Regions from separate parts of the Pelodiscus sinensis genome. Here region 2 is linked to region 1. Evidence: chromatin contacts called from public Hi-C data. All regions are on one chromosome and are shown on one strand. The core of a region is the stretch at or near the end of the contact, and the rest is flanking DNA. Distances in the headings are between cores, read along the strand shown. Region 1 holds the start of SECISBP2L (SECIS binding protein 2 like). Region 2 holds the start of CEP152 (centrosomal protein 152).

Region 1 (3,665 bases), core at 341-2,840:
TTCTATAAATCACATTAACAATTCCCATGAGATGAGAAGTTAATTTTATTCTAGTTAGTATAGATGACGGATTTTGCTGTGTTCACATCAATAAAATACTACAAAATTGTGATTGAGTGAATTTTAAAAAGGTCTTTCATTCCTGTCACAAGAGCCTAAAATAAGGTAAATTGATCAGTCTACGACCCTCCTGTTAATGAATTAGAAAAAAATTAAAAGGGAGGAGAAGAGGACTTGTTTCAGGTGTTATCTTTAATAATATGCTCCAAACCAGGGATAGAAAAAGCTAGATTGTGCCCCAAACAGAGACTTAAATCTATCCCAGAAACAAACAAGAATTTAAACAACTCTGCAGGTTTTACACACTAGGTAAATGACACATCTGTTAGTTTTGGAGATGTTTTAAAATGCCTCTCCTGATGATTTTACATACTTCAAATGAAATCTTAGTTATTCCAATTGTCCCAGCAATTTGAAACATGACAGGGAAAAAGAGCTGAGGGGAGTATCACAGCATCTTGACACAACATTATAAATATGACAAACAGAATCAACTTGCATAAACTTAAAAGAGGTGGGTAAAAAGCAACAGGATCTCACCTAGGGTATTATAGTTGCTATCTTAACACAATCCCCTGCCCTCAACCACACACTCTTCATGAGACTCTCTCCAACTTCCCGGCCCAAGAGAAGGAAAGGTTTTGTGGGGGGGAGGGGTTAAGGCCTGTGTTGTCATCCTTGTTAACGAGTGAAACGCACCCCCCCAGACAGACAAGAAAAGATCAAGTTTTCTTTTCCGTCAACAGCCGCTGGGCCAATAAAAGCCATTCCCTGCCCCGCCCTGGCCCGCTCCGGTTTTCTGGGGAACTTCTCAAGACTGAACTCCGGGCTGAGATTGTTGACGTGTGGAGCGAAAACAGCTTTTACAGCAACCCGCCCCTCCAGGCCCATACACACAAACACGCTGGCACCGCTCATCTGCCGAACGCCCAGGAGCCCCTCGCCTCCCTGCCCAGCGGCCTGGAGTGCAGGCCTGAGAGCTGCACCCAGGGCCCCCCCTCCCAGCTGAGCAGACCCAACCCCCCCTCCCCCCGGCTTACAGCTCGGTCTCCCGGCGGCCGCAAATCCCTGTTACCCCCCAGCCGCCCGCGAGCTCCCCGACCCTGGCACCCCTCGGCCCACGCCACCCTCCCCTCGTTCGTTGTTTACAGTGCGCGAGCTCGCCGCCCCCGTCCTGCCCGTACCTTGTCGGCTTTGTCCATGGCTCCTCCAGCTGAGCTGGGGAGAAGCAGCGGAATGTCAGGCTCAGCTACCTTGCTGCTACTGAGCATGCGCCAACGCTTTGCGCACGCGCACTCACGTCCCCGGAACTCCAGTACGGTCCAGTGGCCGTCGGACGCTGCCACCTGTAGAGAACCGGGGCGGGGGCGGTCGGCCGAGCGGAGACAGCACTAGGGATAGGGTGTGTCAGCGGAGGCGAGCCAAGTCCTCTTCCTCCATGGCGGCCTCCTCCCCGGCTGGCTCGCTGAGTAGCTTCTGCGTACGCTTGAGCCTCGACGGCTGACACGGAAACCAGCTCCCGGCTGCGCCAGTGATGGGCGGGGAAGTGGGGAGTCTGCGGCCCGGCTGCATTGTGTGGGACGGAAGCCGGGTGGACTCAAGCCGTGCACTACGGGTTGGCCAAGTGGCTTTGCTGGACTACCCTTGCTGGAGGCAGAGGGAGTCTAGTGGTCAGAGCACAGGACTGGGAGCCAGGACCCCACCACTCATCTCTCAGTTCTGTACGTTATTTACTCAGCAGAAGGCTCTGAGGAGTGTCTGAGTGTTTAATTCATTGAAATGCTGATGTAAGTGGTGAAAGTTGCTTCTATAGTTATTTGGAGGCACAGAAGTCCTGATCCTGCAAACCCTTAAGCATTAGTGTAGCTTTGTGTTTACAGGATTGGAGCCAATTCTTTAAATTTCTTGAAAGAATAGTGTGGTTTATAGACGTACACGCCCAAAGAAGGGCAGTTCTAGCTTTTCTATCATGCCAAAACGAAACACCCCTCAAAAAAACTAGTAAGTGGGAACTGACAGTATAGTTCAACTCACATGAAGCAGCAAGCTAGAGCTACAAATGTTATTGTAACTGTTCCTGATTGCCTTAACAAGAGGGTTTGAACTCTTGTGCTTCAGCACTGACAGCACAAGACTTTACCACTTGAGCTAATTAAATCAATTTAACAGTGAGGGAGACAACAGTGTGTGACATTCATAAGCTTATATGAGCTAGCTAGTAGTGGAGGATTATATTATGTTGACTTTTTAATTTTCATTTTATCTCATTAACTCCGTATATTACTGAGACACAGATTTTTACCACCAGCAGGTCTGCAAAGTGATCATCCTCTTTATAGCAAACTCTCTTCTTCACCATCTTTTGGTATAGGAAGTTGTCTTAATATCTATAGCAACTCCAATGGAGGTATAACCTATTCAAAGCACACTGATACCCAGAAGGAGAGAAGGGATAGTATAAGGATTTTAGAACAGTGATGTATGAAAGTGACAATTTTTTAGTAGCTGCTCGGCTTTTTTTTTTTTTTAAACATACTGTCTGTGTTTACAGTGGCATGAATTTCCAGAAATGCTTAAAACAGAACAGTTTTCCGTTATAAGTATTTCCAGAAAAAGAGCGTCTACACTGGCAGGCTGCTTTTCCGGAAAAGTCCTTTTTCCGGAAAAGCGTCTGTGGCCAATGTAGATGCGCTTTTCCGGAAAAAAGCCCCGATCGTCATTTTCGCGATCGGGGCTTTTTTCCGGAAAAGACTACTGTGCTGTCTACACTGGCCCTTTTCCGGAACAGTTTTCCGGAAAAAGGACTTTTGCCCAAGCGGGAACAGCATAGTTTTTCCAGAAAAGCAGCTGATTTCTTACAGTAAATCGTAACTGCTTTTCCGGAAATTCAAGGGGCCACTGTAGACAGCTCGCAGCTTATTCCAGAAAAGCGGCTGCTTTTCCGGAATAAGTGGCCCAGTGTAGACACAGCCACTGTGTGTAATGGAGGAGTGTGAAAAAGATTATGGAACTCTGTGGGATAATCTAGGAGGTGCACATAAGCTTGTCTGAGACTTGTGCGTGGCTGGGTAAATTGCAAAAGAAAAGGACCACATGCAGGCAGAGTTTAGGTAGAGCTAGGAAAGTCCAGAGGACTGACCAGCAGAGATGTTATGCAGACTCAAAAAAGCAAAAATCATATGAAAGTACAACTTGCAGCCATCTACAAAGGTTTATGTGTAGCTACTAATGGATAACTTATTCATCATCACTGCTGCTTCTGCCTCTCCCCCAATATGATTCCGAGAGAGAGAGAGAGAGAGAGAGAGAGAGAGAGGGGTGTGTGTGTGTGTAAAGCAGTCAGTCAAACTTTATTTCCTTTGCCCTTAAAATCAATCCTATTCTCCTGTCCCTCGTTTTAATATTTGTAAAGCTGTTTGAGAAAACATGCTGCAGCAAGAAGTTTTGCATTGTATTGTCAGAAGGCAGATTCAGCAAAGAAAGCCTAAGAATTCTGTATAAGTGACTGTGGCAGCTTTCTTATATGGTGTTGGCAACTACAGAGCATAGGACTCCTCTCCACTGGTCACTGAAGCATCCATAAGGCTAAATGTTATTGAAAAGTG
Region 2 (3,665 bases), core at 606-3,105, 150 kb before region 1:
AGATATAGTACCCAGAAATGGATTTGAAGAACACCTGTTTTTTTTTAATTAACTTAAGAAGAGAAAATCCCTTTTGCTTCTGTCAAAGAAGCTTTCTCACCGAGCAATAAGGAAACATCCACCGCAACATCGGCTCTACACGGGCCGCAAGGTCAGTGCTGTACTTCATTAACCACTGGACCTAAACGCGAGCAGGTTTTAAGAATGAATCCTCAGAGTCCAGCGGCGGGGGTACAGCTCACCGCCCGGCACGCTACTGACTCCAGTGGGGGCGCGGCAGTCTTAGGGCTGCACCCCTGCGAAGATCGCGCACTCGCGGGGGGGGGAAATCGCCAGGAGGCCCCCATCGCAGAACCGCGGCACCCCAAGGACAGAGGAGACAAGCCCGCAGCCGCAGTTTGCTGCCCTCGCGCATCCCTCTCCGCGTTCCCATGGAAGCGCCGAAGGCGGGAGGTGCCCCGCTCGCTCGGCACGGCCCTAGCCACCCAGTGAACCCCCCGGCGGGTTGGGAACGGGGCTCGTGCGCCCTGCGATGGGAGCAGGGGAGACGCCGGGCCCGCGTTCAAGAGTCCGTCCCGCGGCGGGAGACTCCTACTCCGGACGGGCCTGCAGGAGCGGCGCCTTCACCGATACTCACCGGGTCCACAGGACAATACAGCTAGTCGCCGTCCATCAGATCTTTCCGGTAGCCTTCCGCGTGACAGCTTAACTTCCCTGTTGAGTGATAGCCGAATCCTCCAGCCACCGACCAGGCCACCGTTCTCCGTCTTACCACGAGGGCGGGACTTACTTGTTCCTCAAGTTCGGTTGCGCCGCAAAAGCCAGTGTTTGCAGTTTGAAAGCAGGCGCGAGAGGCCGCGGGAAGCACAGTCATTTCCTGATTGGCTCGGGATCTTAGCCAATGGCTGGTAGGGGCGGGTTATAGCGGCCCAGCAGCTGCTAGTCAATCTCTTCTCCCTGCTCTTTCTGTGCAGGGCAGGCTTCCAGCTGTGAGGGGTCATGACAGGGAGGGGTGTGTCATCTGCACACACTAAGAGATCTACCATGTATGAAAGCAACATGTGATGCCATAGCAACATGTTGCCATGTCAGGATGCCATCAAGACATGACATCACTGCAACATGACATTACATCATAGCAAGAGACCATGGCACAGGAAACAACCTTCTGCAGAAATTTGCTGGCATCATATAGAGGCTATGTTATGAGAGTTCTGAAACTGATTTTAAGGTTAGCTCTTTGAGTGCAGTTGGCTGGATGCAGCCTTCCAGGTTGACTTCCGGGTGGAGAATAAATCATTGACATTGAGTCTGGAAGTAAGTGGGACCAATTCAGATATTTTGTGGGAAGGGATCAAATTCCAGTCTTCGCCTGGAGACCACATTTGGACCCCTCTCATCTCCTTCCTTCCACTGGGACTCAAGGTCTTCCCTCAGCATAGAGTTTCCCCCTCTCAGCCACACAATGCATGAACCAGTGCCTCCAGGAGCTGAGTTCTGAATGGAATCCTCTGCATTCTGCTGTGTTAGAACACATTCCCCATGTACCAAGTCACATCATTTTGTGGCCCAGCTGCTCCTCTATCTGGACAGAGGGGACCTATCAAAATTTGAGGGGTGTTTTGATCCATTGGGAAAGATCACATTCCCACTCACAGACATTGCCTCTGTTTTCTGGGGTGGCCAGATCAAATTTCTATAATATAGCAACCACATAGGCTACGTCTACACTGGCATGATTTTCCGGAAATGCTTTTAGCAGAAAAGTTTTCCATTAAAGGCATTTTCGGAAAAGAGCGTCTAGATTGGCAGGATGCTTTTCCGCAAAAGCACTTTTTGCGGAAAAGTGTCCGTGGGCAATCTAGACGCGCTTTTCTGCAAAAAAGCCCCGATCGCCATTTTCGTGATCGGGGCTTTTTTGTGGAAAACAAATCTCTGCTGTCTACACTGGACCTTTTGTGCAAAAGTTTTTCAGAAAAAGACTTTTGCCCGAACGGAAGCAGCATAGTTTTTCCGCAAAAGCAGATGATTTTGCGGAAAAACTTGCCAGTCTAGACACAGCCATAGTGAAAGAACACTCAAGGCTGCTCCAGGATAGGTCATATTGATTTATCACAATTTTACCACTTAAGAGCTGTCAAGCCCTGGCTCCCTGGCTCCAAGTGAAACTTTGAGCAAGTACAAAAGTCTTGGGGTACATTTGCCTCCCCAATCATTGTGAATTGCTGGACATTTTTAAAGTATGTTTGGTTTTATCATCACACACACTAGACTAGTTTGAAGTGGTAAAATAACATTTAGGAATATCCCTTTATTTTCAGCACTTTCAGCCCAACACCAGTCCTTGATTCTCAGTAAACTCTGCCTGAAGAATTGATAATCAGAAGCCATGGCAAAAAACCAAACTCTCCAGCAGAAAAAAGAACTCCACAAGCCTTTCCTGTACCAATAATTTGCATAACAAAATTAATAGAAGGGTCTTCCCACATAGGAACCATTTGTTCTCCTACTAAGAAAAATACAGAATGTGTGTTACTGCACCACGGTTGACACCTTCCATAAAATATTTGTAGATCTATAAAATCATAACTGGTGTGGAAAAAGAGGAGGAAAAGTTATTTATTCATTTCCACAATATAAGAACTAAGGGTTACCAAATGAAATTAATAAGCAGCAGGTTTAAAACAAAAGGAACTCCTTGCCTGGGGATGTTATGAAGACTAGGACTCTCACAGGGTTCAAAGAAGAGCTAGATAGATTCATGGAGGTTAGGTCTATCAATGGCTGTTAGTCAGGATAGGTAGGAATGGTGTCCCTAAACTCTGTTTGTCTGGAAATGAATGACAGGAGAGGAATCACCTGATGATTACCTGTTGTGTTCCCTCCCTCTCTGGGGCATCTGTACTGGCCACTGTCAGCAGACAGGATACTGGGCTAGATGGACCTTTGGTCTGACCCAGTATGGCCATTCCTACGTTGTGTGTGTTAGTGTTACCACGACTGGACAGATTTGAACCTAGGACCTCTGGAGCTTAGTGTAGGAGCCTACAGTTTGAGTTATAAAGCCAGCTGGCTCAGAGCTCCCTTCTTATTGCTTGCTGTAAGTGCCACTTGGTCTAAGTGCCACTGGATGGGACAGTGAACCACATTAGGTGGGTTACATACTTCCCCTGGCTGAGGAAGCATATCCCAAACTTCAGAGACCCAGTTGAGATCCGAGATGGGCCCCCACTTGTAACCACCACTGCCCAGATTTGAACCTGGGAGCTGTGGAGATTAGTGTAGGATCCTCTGCAGCTTCAGCTATAAAGCCAGCAGCCGCTCAGCTTAGGCTGTAGAGCACTCTTCTTCTTAGCTCTTGCTATAGGCCATCTAAATGAAACTACATGGGACAGTGAACCACACTAGGTTTGTGGGTCACATAATAGCATGTTATTAATTGAAACAATCCACATCTTAATTTATTCAAGCAAATTTTTGTTGTTCAAGTGGAATCTGCATACACTTTGATAAGGGGACTAATATACTGTGCATTTCTAATATGGCTTCCCTGTGTACATCTGTGTCCTTCCTCGTGGGGTTTAACAACATCTTAATAATACTTAGCACAGATTGAGCTTTTATATTAATCAGTTCTTACAATGTCAGTTGAAAAGTAATATCCC

What was found. Hi-C and Micro-C count contacts between places; a contact is called where the count stands out from the background.
Region 2: a Hi-C map of an unstated tissue shows a contact between it and region 1, with 6 times the contacts expected there. The contact joins the promoter of CEP152 here to the promoter of SECISBP2L in region 1. A contact is called at or near these places in 2 of 5 Hi-C or Micro-C datasets (blood and an unstated tissue).

The regions. Positions count from the first base shown.
Region 1 is chr14:21,981,171-21,984,835 of ASM4963464v1, reverse strand. SECISBP2L (SECIS binding protein 2 like) reads right to left here and starts at 1,590. Exons shown (of 19, transcript XM_075897206.1): 1 at 1,245-1,590.
Region 2 is chr14:22,134,514-22,138,178 of ASM4963464v1, reverse strand. It overlaps CEP152 (centrosomal protein 152), which reads right to left and starts at 1,855. Exons shown (of 28, transcript XM_075897203.1): 1 at 638-1,855.